Linked DNA regions of Siniperca chuatsi: region 1 is linked to region 2. The links are chromatin contacts, called in public Hi-C maps. All regions are on one chromosome and are shown on one strand. The core of a region is the stretch at or near the end of the contact, and the rest is flanking DNA. Distances in the headings are between cores, read along the strand shown. Region 1 overlaps rnf13 (E3 ubiquitin-protein ligase RNF13). Region 2 holds the start of LOC122878355 (profilin-2-like).

Evidence for each region. A called contact is a pair of places that touch in the nucleus more often than the background predicts.
Region 1: a contact with region 2 is called in a Hi-C map of liver, with 3 times the contacts expected there. The contact joins the enhancer-like site here to the promoter of LOC122878355 in region 2. A contact is called at or near these places in 3 of 3 Hi-C or Micro-C datasets (liver, skeletal muscle and an unstated tissue).

The regions. Positions count from the first base shown.
Region 1 is chrLG6:13,867,432-13,873,562 of ASM2008510v1, reverse strand. It overlaps rnf13 (E3 ubiquitin-protein ligase RNF13), which reads left to right. Exons shown (of 10, transcript XM_044201072.1): 4 at 1,623-1,745. Among protein-coding and RNA genes, the nearest start is that of rnf13, 20 kb to the left of the region's middle. Within about 2 kb of position 2,187, the one cell type or tissue checked has an H3K27ac peak away from gene starts, as active enhancers do. A contact at or near this core is called in liver, where this site is marked.
Region 2 is chrLG6:13,826,378-13,833,348 of ASM2008510v1, reverse strand. It overlaps LOC122878355 (profilin-2-like), which reads right to left and starts at 4,380. Exons shown (of 3, transcript XM_044201075.1): 1 at 4,016-4,380; 2 at 690-882. The coding sequence starts at 4,144.

The DNA of each region.
Region 1 (6,131 bases), core at 938-3,437, 42 kb before region 2:
GTGTTTTCCTTTCATCATCTCTTCTCCATTTATCTGCTCTGGTTCTTTGCTCCTTCTCTTTTCTCACCATCTGTCTGCCTCTTTTTGTCTTCACCTTTCTATTTTGGTCTTTCTCCATCTGTTTTTTCTGGTTTTCCTCTTTTGTCTGCATTTCAGTGGGTCTCTGATGCCCTTTGCTTCCATATTTGTATCTTTTGCTGTTTTCGCCTTTGTTCTCCGTCCCTTTATCACTCTGTCAGCCTCTCTGTCTAACTCTCTCTCTCTTCTCACTATCTCCCTCTCATCAGTCACTTCAAAAGCTGTTGTTGGAAATGGGACTAAGGCAGGAAGCAGCAGAGAGAGAAAGAGAGATGGGAAATACAAGGGCCAGAGTTTTTCAGGGCAAACTGAGACCCTGACCAACTGAAAACACCAGCATGCACAGGGACTCTCTCTCTCTCTCTCTCTCTCTCACACACACACACACACACACACACACACACACTTCATTTTTATGCATCAGTAATATTCTTCATTCCAGTGGAAAGTTCTGTATTCATTATGCATGCATTACCATGTTAAATTTATGTTTGATTTGCCAGTATTACATCTGGGGCTGCAGCACAACTGCCACTCGGCATCTTGTTTTTTTTGTTGTGTTTTTTTCTTGTTAGTTTTTCATCTGTGGTTGTGATGGATGTTGTTAATCTGAGAGCAGCAGGGGGGTTGAACAAAGAAGGCGCTGCTCAGACTTTGGGTCAGGGAGCTGAAACTGGGATGTAACTGTGTCTAGCCACTATAACAGTATGCAGGCTCACTAAGCAGGTCATAAAAATCTGACAAAACAGTGTGATCATATCTTGGAAAGGACTGCGATCTACTCTGAAAAGGTTTTTAGAAACGCAGAAAGAATCTTGATCTTCAGCGCGGATGACTTGTCATGTAGCTATGAAGCTGTTGTGATGTATTGTGATTTTAAAAAATGATTTTCAGCTAGTGACTTGCCTACAGTCCATCAACTATCAACATAAATCAAAATGAACACTGACAAAACTAGCAAATCCTGTTATATGTTATCCTGATATGACCAGTGGTACCTCAGAGGTGTGATAAAGTAAGCTAATGACCCTTAATGTCACTTTGAATCAGCACACATTAATTCCTGTTAAAGTGCCCTTCAGCAAAACAGTTAACCCCTAACTGCTCCAGTGTAGCTTTTTATTTATTGATATTTGAGGACACAAGCTCTGATGCATGGATGAATGAAACTGAATAAATGTGAAACAAGGTCATTACTTTGTCAGCAATATAGTAGTTACTCATTATTACGTTTTCTTTTTATCTGTTTTTGGTCTGAAAAACACAACAGTTTGAATACAGAGGATCATTTTTGTAAAAGGGTTTTCAGTTTGTCAACCAAAGTCTGCTCTTTATACAAGTTGCATAATAAAGTTCAATTGTGTTGTATGATTTCTTTTTAGTGCTAGATAGTGCTTTCTATAAATAATAGATATCTTATTTTGGAAAAAGATTCCTCATTTGACTCCTCATTTTCTGTTTGACTTCCAAGAAATGACATTTGGTTCAACTTCGATGTAAGTCACTCATGTATTTCTCTCACCATGATGATGTCATCCCCTCAGGGCTTCCTGATTGGGGCGCGACCAGAAAATGCGTGCCAGCCCATCGAGCCCCCTCCGAGGGACAACTTGACGGGCGCCTTCATCGTCCTCATCAAGCGCTTCGACTGCAACTTTGACATCAAGGTAGTGTTTACATTGGTTGGTGTGTGTGTGTGTAGTTATTGTCAGAGATGGAAATCCTACATGACTAAACCACACCCCACCTATTAATCAACCCCAACCATCTCTAGTTTTAAACTAAACATAATTATTTTAACTTTATATCTAAGCATAACATAACCATTTTATTCTGATAGCTAAACAGGGAAACTGACAGTCTGACCAAAACTATGTGCTGCATCGTTGGTACAGTGAATTATGACCCTATTAATTTCACTTGTATTTCACTAACAGGCTTCCACTGCTTCTTTAGTGAAACTCTATTTTTTTGGGAAACTGTGAATGCCGTTTTAGTGCTTAGCAATACCTAGAAGTAATTGAAAACATCATTTATTTCAGCAGCTCTTAATTTATAAGGGCAAGCTGCCAAAACTATAACAGTGTGTGCGAGGTACTGTACACTGATGTATGTTGCCTCACGCTGAGTTTATATCGGTAGGTGGTGTTTCAGAGTTAGTTTCACTGACGCTCTTAGATCAGCTGGTTGGGACAGGAAAACAGGAAGCGGCCATTTCCCTAAACACAATTTCCTGCACAAGCATCTATCCCTTTTTTTTCTTCTTCTCCCCCTGCTGCAGTTTTGTGTGTAATGCTGGATTTGCGGAGTTGAAAAGTTGTGTTTGCCTCATAAGTCAGTGAAGCAGCTGAAAGATGGAGAGAGCTGATCTCCATTCGTCAAGTGAGGCATCAGGCCATGTGCAGCGCAGAGAGGGTGGTGTGTGTTGGGAGTGTCACCTAGTTCAACAGGAGAAATGGAAAAGAGTAAAAAATAATGGTGTCTCTATAACTGACCTGCCAATAGAAAAGCAGTCTAACAAAGCATCTAATCTTAGTTAAAAAGTCAAACACAGTTGCTATAAATTAACCCAGGATTTTGAGTTAAGCTGGGTCATTGGCCGTTTTGAAGGAAACACGTCAATTGTTAATTTGCATAGAAATGGAAATTGCTGCACCAGTTTTTAATACCTCTGCAAGTTTCCTGCAGTGAATGCCAGTAAGAATGAAATCTTGAAGATGACAACAAAATATAAGGCACAAACACAAGTGTTTATTATTAGGGACTTTGGAGAACTTGAAGATACATTTCTTGTTTCAGAATTTCAAGACATTTACTATAGAGACTTTTTTTTCAGGACCAGCAGACATCCTGAATTGTTGCCAGATACTTCAGTAATGAACACATTACTTATCCCCTGTGATTAGATATTTTTCAAACTTGTTTGAATTATTAATGCAGCACCCTCTGCAGATTCCCAAGGATGATTTGTGCCTGAAGTAAAATGTTTCAGTGTTTTTTTCCAGTTTTTTGCTTACAGGAAACACCATGCGTAGCTCGATTACTAAATGTATCTTAAACCTCCTGTTTTTCAAGGATTCAGAGTAAAACAGAAGAAAGAATAGAACGGACGGGGGAGGAGATGAGGGGAGAAAAGGCAGCCAGGATTAGGAGAGAGAGAGCAGGGATGAGTAATGGGGTGAAAGAGAGGAAAGCATGCAGCCTCTTGGCATCTTTCTGTCTGCCTCTTTCCATCTCTCTGTCTCTCTTCCTCTCATACTTTTCAGTCTTACCTTTTCCCTCTGTACCTTCTTGTTTGGTCCCCCGTTCATTCACTCTCGCATTTCCTGTCTATCCCTCTTTTTCAATCGTTTTTATTCTGTCCTTCCCTCTCGCTCTTTTTTTCACTCTATTGGCAGCCATACAGCCTTATAAGGTCTTAATGCATCACACACACACACACACACACACACACACACTCATAGAAACATGTTGACAGACAGGGCAGTGAGGTGTTCTCTTTGCTGGAGTGGAACCAGACTCCACTCCACATAGCTGTGTGTCAGACACACACACATGCACACACACACACACACACACACAAACAAACAAACCAGTCTCTCTGAACTATGCCAGATTTGCCATTTAACCTCCTGCAACCCTCAAAGGAGCAGCTTTGACTTGTTGAAGTTTACTCAGATTTTCTTGTTGCTTAGGTCTGGTGGCATTTTGAGTGTAACCTTCTACCACCTTTTCTTCCAGCTGTCTCGTAAACAGCACATTAAAGCTATAATACATTTCTCACCAGCACCTATTTGTCTTTTAAAGTAAGCTTTGACTTTCAGGCCAAATTGATTAGTTGTTTTAGTCGGCTTTAGGGGTAAAAAAAAGTTCACTATGTTTGTATTTTTCATATAATCACACATTGAATATATGCTTTTTCGACTGCTGGTCAGATTGAGAGATTACTTTGGACATTTGTCATTATTTTAGATTTGTCCAGTGACCCACAGTACAAGTTTCACAGCTCCTTTTTAATTAAAGCAGAAAGTAAGAGGATATTTCCTTTTAAAGGGACAGTTCAGCCCAAAATCAGAAATACATATTTTTCCTCTTACCTGTAGTGCTATTTATTCATCTAGATTCTACTGTCGGTACAAACAAAACAGTTCCTACATGAAACTGCTCATAACAAATCTGTGGATTATCTTGAGTAACTGGGTCATGATTTCTGGAAAGAGACATTATTGCTGTTGAATTTTTCAAATTTATTTTTTTGGCGCTTTGAGCACCACAAGCCGATTGCCATATAGTCCAATTAAATTCACAAAATGCAGACATCTCTACGGTTGATATCTCTCGAAAGCTTGGCAACTCACACCAAAACAATCTAGATGGATAAACAGCACTACAGGTAAGAGGAAAAATATGTATTTTTGGTTTTGGGGTGAACTGTCCCTTGTAAAGCCTTTTTTGATTCCTGTTGCAAAAAGGATGATGCTACTTTCACCTCTTCTCTGTGTTTGTTTGTCGGCTTTACTGTGACAAGTAAACATGGTCTGATCTTTTTTTTTAATCACTCCTCACACCATCTGCTCTTGTGAGAAAGGAGATCACAAGGTCACTTGTGAGGCAACAATTTTGAACAGCTTGCTTTAAAATTACAAACTGATTGACTGTAGTGTAAAAATATTTGGTAATTGTTTTATTGTGCTTACCAGTTGATGTGTTATGAGAACTGAATACGATTTTTCTAGAGGGCGCTCATTTCTTCCAGATCATACGCCAAAAAATGTTTCTCTTTTTCTTGATTGCTACCACGTTGTGCGACCCACCACACATACATGTGTTTCTTTCACTGGCCACTCGTCCCATAGACTTTACATTGAGATTATTTCACGCAGGAAAAGTAGCTTTCCAGGCTGTGGGAAAGTTTAACAAATATCTAATCTTCATGGCTTAAACAATCATAATAGGGTGTGTCCAGAGGCCTAGTGGTTAAGATGCACACCATGTAACCGCAACGTCCCTGGTTTGATGTGGTCGGGACCTTTGTTGCATGCCCCCGCATTTCCTGTCAGTATCTCCACTGACACAATGAAAATAAAGGCAAAATGATGTGTCTTTACAATGGCCATTTATGGGTAAACATTTTGGCCCATAATTAATTTTTTTGTTGGAGTACTGCAGTTGGCCACCAGGACAAATTGGCAGCAGGGCTGACTCAGTGTGCCAAATGTAGCTCTCTTAATACATCCATGTGTTTACTGCCTATATTTAAACTTCTTGTCAGCACTCATAAAGATGAAAACTAGTTTAAATAGGCCCACTTAGAAAATTATTACAATAAACTGGGGTTTGACAGTAGGATGGAAACTAGACGCTGTCTGAAGTTTGTGTGTTAGGGAGGGTGTCTTTCTATATCTCTCCTTTATTTATCTCCTTTCCAATCTCTCTTTCCTCACTCACAGTCCTTGATTTCCTCCCTTTGGTCTCCCTTATATTTGCCCTCTCTCACACACACACACACACACAGTCACCGTCTGTCTGTGCAGTCTGACTTTAGTCTCTGGCTTAATAATTGCTCATATCTACACACATCATCACATGGACACACACACACACAGAGCTACCCCCTTCCTCTGCCTCTCTCTTTGCCTTTGGCAGTCTTTGTCTCTCCATCACTCTCCTAGCTGCTTTTTCGTCTTTTCTCGTACTGTTGTCTTTCTCTCTCCCTCTGTCACACACATACACACACACACACTCTCTCTCTCTCTCAGTTTGTCGCGAGCATTCAGCTGTCTACCTTGAAACCCCCCTCTCCCTCCCTCTCTCTTGCTCAGTTCCCTCCAGAAGCTGCAGGGAAACAAAGGAATAATAGATTCCATCTTGACTGAGACGAGGCACTCGCCTGTGTCTCTCTGTGTCTGTGTGTGTGTGTGTGGTGCAGGGGTGTCACCCTCAACATGCCTGCTGTTTCGTTCCGTTGCCTTCCATCTCTTTCTGCCCCTCCACAGCCTCTTCTATAGCATTTAGCCATTAGCATCCAGTGAGCAACAGCCAGAGTTTTAATG
Region 2 (6,971 bases), core at 3,131-5,630:
TTTAACTACTTTAATTATGCAATACAAATATAATTACATCCTTTGTGGAACTTGTAAAGTTTTAACATAGATCTTGTTGTAATAAATGGAAGTGAAAATCTGAATCACAGAATAAAATCAGGAAAAATGACACGCTAAATTGAGAAATCTGTACTAATAGAATTTAATCAGAAGGACAATAAATATGTCAGGAGCAGGGAAACATAAAATCTCGAGACAACAGATATACAAGACCGATACCAAAGAGGGGAAACTGCAAGAAACATGTAATAAATTTTAGGATTGTGATTTGTTCATCTCCAAGATTTCTAGTCTTAATTGACAACTATTGGCATGGAAGACGTTATTTAAGGGAAATTACCCTTTACCTTGACCCAATGAAGCTCTTGATATGAACTTGCCATTCAGCTCTAAAATAAACTGAGTATTCCTACAGATTATACTTAGCTGAGATGCACTTGTTCCCGTCATAAATCAAATGACAATCAACAGTAATCCTGTGATTCACAGACCTTTAACACCTGTTTATGTCATATATTGAGGAAAGGTGCATTCAAGATCTATCCCACATGCACGGACAACACAGAAGTTATAAATGTAGCTAAACTAATGGCACTATATCAAAGCAGGCTACGGTGTCACTGTAGCACTACTAAAAACGTATGTACGACGCTGAACATGGGGCTCACCTTTGCCGGCTCTGCCTACAGAAACGTTGTATGTTGGCTCTCCTCCTTGACTCTTTGTTCGGATGTCCATTGTCCAGTCGCTGTCAATTTGGAGGCTGTCTCTGATTACGGAGCACTTTTTATTGCCTAAGGTCATCCCACTGGTGAAGAATCCCTCCCTGTCCTTTCCTATTAACACGTCGATTTCTTCAGGCTAGAGGGGAACACAAAATCAAGGAGTCAGGTACATGTACATCACTGCCAATCTTAATGCACAATGTCCATCAATTGAGGTAGACTTGAGGCTTTCCTGTTTTTCCCCTTAGTGATGATTTGTGGGTGTTTTTCCATTGCTCTTGTTGAGCATAATTCTCAGTATTGCTCCGTAGCGTGGGTGCTGTGAAGCCTTTTGAGACTGATTAAGTACCACACAAATAAACAGTTTAATTCCTCTACCTCTCAGCTCCCAATTTTCTCTTTCTCTACAAGAGATATTTTACAGTGCTATTAAAACGTACTGGACACCCCTCCTGTGTTTTTGCATAATTAATTGAGCGATACATTTTGAAATGAATTAAGTTAAGAATTTGACATTAATAATATCTCTAATCATGAAATATGTATGATACCTTATACTGCTGAGAACTGATGTTTATGCTTTTGAACACTGAAGCAGAAGTACTACTATCTCTTTAGTTTAGTTAATTAAAAAAAAGTGATAGTACAACTGACTGTCCAGTTTACCCACACTAACAGGTAAATAGAGCCAGTTCCCTTAGTTAACCTCAAATAGACAACACCATACTCCTACACACAGCATAGTACACCTGCAGCCCTCCAGTGTGGCTGTGGAGTGCAAGTATATAAATATATATTATGCTTCCCTTTTTCAGAAAAGAAAATGCTATAACCGGATATCAGTTTTAAATCTATGGGGGAGGGTCCTCGTTTCCATAATTACATCAAATAAAAGAAAAGGGATAACTACATTTTAGTTGAACAGGATATTTGAGTGTAAAACTCAACACGGGACTGCTTCTGTAACTGGCCAAGATGCTAAGTACAGGTATAATGAATTCAATTAAGACAGGGCTGCACTGTTAATGATTAAGAGCTCAGGTTATTATTCAATCTTATAATGCTGGTTAATACCTGAGGATTTTATCTTAGTTTGACATATTGCCCTTTTCCATTTACCAAAATAAATCCAAACTTCTCACATGCGTCACTATTTAATGTTGCCATCTGTCATTTAACCTAAATTGATAGGAAATATTTTGTTTAAGATGATTTAGTAGAATAAGTCAAGATAGTTTACAAAAAAAGTTTAAGACTGAGGGTCTTACCAAGTATTTGTACGATAAGAAATGTGCTTTTTTTTTTATTTTGTGCTAAGTTGGTCAGGACAGTAGATGGTATTCAAGTATTGAGAAAGGATGTCCAAAAGTGCATGTCTGTTTAAAGACACAGCTGACTCCGATAAACTATCACTGGCAAAACCAGATTTCTCAGAGGCCCACTACAGCTGACAAAAACATTATGCTGAGAAATCTGCTACATGGTCCGACACCTGCTAATTTTACACTTTCTGCGACCACTTTTGCTTACATGTCCAAAAATGGTATTTCACCGCACTGTCGTTATTAACACATGTTTAAACCGGATTTATCCTTTGAACCAGTCTGCAGAACAAAAGGCGTCGCCCCTCAACTCCAGAACTGCACAGTCATGGCACACATAAAACCCTTCAGGGGAAAAAAGGGAAACTGAATGATTTCTACTGATCAGACAGCGTTAGCATGGCGGGTAGCAGCTACATGTTGAGGCCCCGTTAGACAATTAAAAATTCACCGTATTTACCCATTGGGAAACCAATGCTTTATTTCAGCACTGAACTGACACCGCTGTTTAACATATTCTGGGTTAGCTTTCTGCACTTCTACAACTTGTTCAGCAAATTTGATCACCGGGTCTTTGGGGGGGGGAGAAAAGTAGGGGAAAAAAAAAAAGAAAAAGCAGGCTTGCTAACGCTGGTCAGAGGGAAATTAGCTCTAGCTTCACATGAGCTTTTCCACACGGACAAGAAAACACGATAGTGTCAATTTACGTTGACATTATACAAATTTGCGTCTTCAAAAAAGGATAACGTTACCCTGCTCCAGTGGCCCGAGTGGACACTCCCAAGTAACAGCTGCACACTCGTTCATAGTTCACTCGTCTGTAGCATGGGTTATCATTTCATAGCTAACAGGCTCGTCGAAATAACGACACGTTTGTTACGGTCACATTTTGACTCATGATGCATTCACCTACACGCAAATATTTAAATTATTGACTAATCATTTATTTAACACACAAAATGGAGGCTCGATGAAGCGCCGAAGACGATTGTTTGACCAAGTTAGAGTTACATAAACGCTGTAATCTATTGATGTCTACGTGGGGTAACTTAAAAACGTGAGCTTTCGACAGGGAACCAATCTGGACCGCTGCTGCAAATGCTAACAGAGACCAAACGTCTCGATTATCTCCCATGAACAAAATGAATAAGAAACTGGGAGTGTGGCCGCCATCTTGGAAAATAAGGGGCGGTAGCGGCAGGGTGATTCACAGAAGCCCAATAGGAAAAAACGAGAAAGACCAACGGCACGCCAGCGCGTCAAGAACGCGTGAGAGCACCGTTAACGTTGCGCCATTAGCGTCAGCTAATGATGGTTTTCCAATGGGGATGAACGGCCTGATTTTAGCTAACCGCGAGCTGTAGTTTGCTAATCAATGTTAACATTACGCTGCTGGTAGAAGGTGTTGTCCGCCAAAAAAAATAAATAAATAAAAAATATGAATAAGCGGGTTTTAACCACAACCGACCAAATCCAGGAGAAAAGTTGTTTTTTTAAGTTGGGTGCTGGTTTAGAATACAATCTCCAAATTGATTATGCTTTGTCCGACGTGCTCATCTTATCTGACCGGTATCACAAGCAAACACGGCTAGTTGACGGTAGCTAGCTTGCTAAGCTAGCCCTTTTAGCTTAAGTCCGCGGTACCATCAGTCACTGGCTTGAGTCATCTGTGGCTATTTCCAAAAGAAAAATAATGTGAACGTTAAGGTCATCGCGTATGGTACATTTACTTGAAAGAAATAAAAACGACGAAGACTGATAATAGGTTGAAAAGCAACGGAGCTAATGCATTTGTGTGTGTGACCACCGGACACCATGTGTAGCACAGACTGCTCGCCTTATCCTCATTCAGCAAGGCCTTGCTATGCAGACAAACGCACCGGCATGCAAAGTGTACTTTTTTTTCTCCCGTGTAAGCCTAGATATTGACACAGAGAGTATACTAACCGTTATGTTGGCAAAGGTACCGCCGACAAACGATGCCCAGACGTATTTGGCGTCCGTGTACCCAACAATGGCCGCGTCCTGGCAGCTGCCATCAGCCATCAGGTTGTCCACGTAGCTTTGCCAGGACATGTTTGTGAAATTAGTTCTAAGATGAAAAATACGTAGGGTCAAGTTAGGTCACAAACGCCTCTTGAGCGACGAAGAAGCTGTATTTATCAGTGGTTTAACGGGCCTCCAGCAAGCAGAACCCCCCCGGATCCGTCACGTCCCGGCTTTCTTCTGGTCTAGGCAACGAAGAGAAGCCGCTGCAATCGGACAGGCGCTTGGGTGTAGTCCTCACTAAATCACTCCGCCTGGGTCGTTCTTTGCCCTGCTGCCTCATTGCATGATATACTGCGCAGCGGATGAATACATCGTGGCAATACGCAAGACAGCCTATTTTTCTCCACTACATCAAAGATTTGTGTCAACTTGCCATTCTTGTTTTATGGCCAAAGATTTTTTTTGGGGGGGGGGGGTTAAACCAGTCAAAATGCACATTTACACACATTTGCTAAGTAGAATTTAATCATTGTTTTAGACTGAAACTGCAAAAAAGCAAATGCTGCAAGATATTTCATTAAAAGGTATGTAAAATAGTTTTGAATACACAATTCACATTCGTGTTTACCTTATGATGATCACTGAAGTCACATAAGCTACCACCTCGTTTGTTAAGCACTAAATCACTGGTCATTTACAATATCTTCATGTCACAAAGCAGTTTTATCCAATTCTTGATTTAAGATTCATGTGATTAAAGTGGGATACACTTCAGTCAGCTGGGCAAATGGACACAATCACCAATCTCACCCAAGTCAGTATTGTTTATGCTGGATTTTTTTGTCAGCATTCATTAGGGTCACTCATCATACACTAAACGGCAGGCAAACACCCTGAAAAGGGCACTAGGTCATCACAGGGTAAAACATTGAGTTGGAAATCTTCTTTCACTATGCTAATGAACAATTTCGGATCTCCAGTATACGTGGCTTAAATATCTTTGGATGATGGGAGATATCCTGCTGTAACTAAGTTTACACTTACACAGGATAGAAACTAAACCAGTTTGTTATTTTCCTTAAAGAACAATGTGTGAGACTCTCTGAGGCTCCTTAGCATTGTGTTGGAGAGAGAAACTGTATTTCCATATATGTGTACGTTTACATTTTAAGCATACCTTACACTCCAGAATGTCTTCCAGTGATTAAGCAGTAGGGATGTTGAGCAGTTTGTTCACAGTTTATTTCTGTGAGTTGCTCACCGTTTTAGGCTGGAATACATCTTCAGAGTGTAAAATCCTTGTGGACACTATACCAAGTGTCACCAAACTGTTGAATAATTGTGCGATTTTTGTAAATGGAGACAGGGCCTCATTTGGGAGAAAAGTGTCTTTTCTGAAAATATATTTGGTGTTGTTCACACTGTTAGTTGTTAAACTTATTCAAAATTCAATCATTTATTGCCATATCAACATAGGTCATAGGACTTTGCTTTGGTGAGCTGACATAAAACTAAACAGAAACCTCAGTACATCACATAGAGCAACTACACTGAGACCTGAAACAACTGGTACAAATATAAAACAATAAAACCTTTATGCATTAAAGAATGATAAAAAATAAAAGAAACATTCCCATGGGGAAAGTATCAGCACCACAAATAAACAATGATGTTAAGTATTGAATACATACAATTACAGTATTTTTGGACAAGAATAATAACAGCAAATTGGGGAGTTAGGAGTTAGGGGTTCAAACAGCCTCTCAGTAAGTGCTGTTGCAGAACCTGACTGTGCTAGATCTAATACATTATCATGACAACAACCATCAGTGATGAGTAGCTTGAACTTGTAGAAGTGCAGTGACTTGCTCAAAGGGCATCTCGGTAGGACACATACCTGTTGATGAACATTTGTCTGTTGTGGGATAAAACCTGCGTCTTCACTTTTACAGGATCAAAATACCAGGGTACCATGTACTGTATGCATCTGTGTTTTCTCCATGGTAACCATTAATAAGGTAACCACATCTTGCTATTCTTTCTCCCTCTTCTCCTCTAAGCAGTGTGTACTAACTGTACATTTATTTAGTGACATTTATCCAGGAAGGGTTTTCCCCCACTTCTGAGTACTTTGGCTCTTTTTCAGCACTGTGCACCCTGGTTCACACTTATGTAGTGGCACAAGTTCACACCTGGGAGCTACTTCTATTCAGCAGGTGAACAAGAGCAACTCCAAGTTAGGCCCCTTGTTCAATGGCAAATAAACCGCAGTTAAGGAGTGAATGGAGAGCATTAATCAGTGACTTTCGCTGCTCACACAAATGTGACTCTCAATGAAATGATGCAGAAGAGACATGATGAAAGCCTCACAGAGAGATAATGTTGGGAAAATGCAGTTTAAGTGTTTCAAACACTTGCAAAAGTGAACTTAAAGCAATCTGCAGTCTTTGGGTACAACCAGAAATCTAATACACTAACAAGGGGAGAATCATTTACACTCAGGCTAGTGTAAAAATAATTGCTTAACTTCATTGAGCTCAGTTCATATTGCACAGATACTGCAGGGGAAATGTTTTTTTAAGCTTTTTTTTTTTACATGCGCCACATACACAGCTTCCTTCATCTGTGTCTTTTTGAAGCCCTACATCATGTGACACTTTTATCTTTATCTAGAAACTTCCAGTGAATTCTTTCTCTTTCTCCCTCCTTGCGGAAGAATGAGTGCAGAAAAAGTTATTAATTGACCGGGCAGAAGGAAGTGAGTGGGTCAGAAACTCTTGTCAATCAGCCAGCCACACCCATATCCTATTCTCCCATTGGATGCTGTCAGTTTCCATGGCCACCTCTGTTTTGCACTTCTGCTCTGTCAAAATAGCACCACTCACAGCCAAACCACTCAGGCTGCACATGAGTC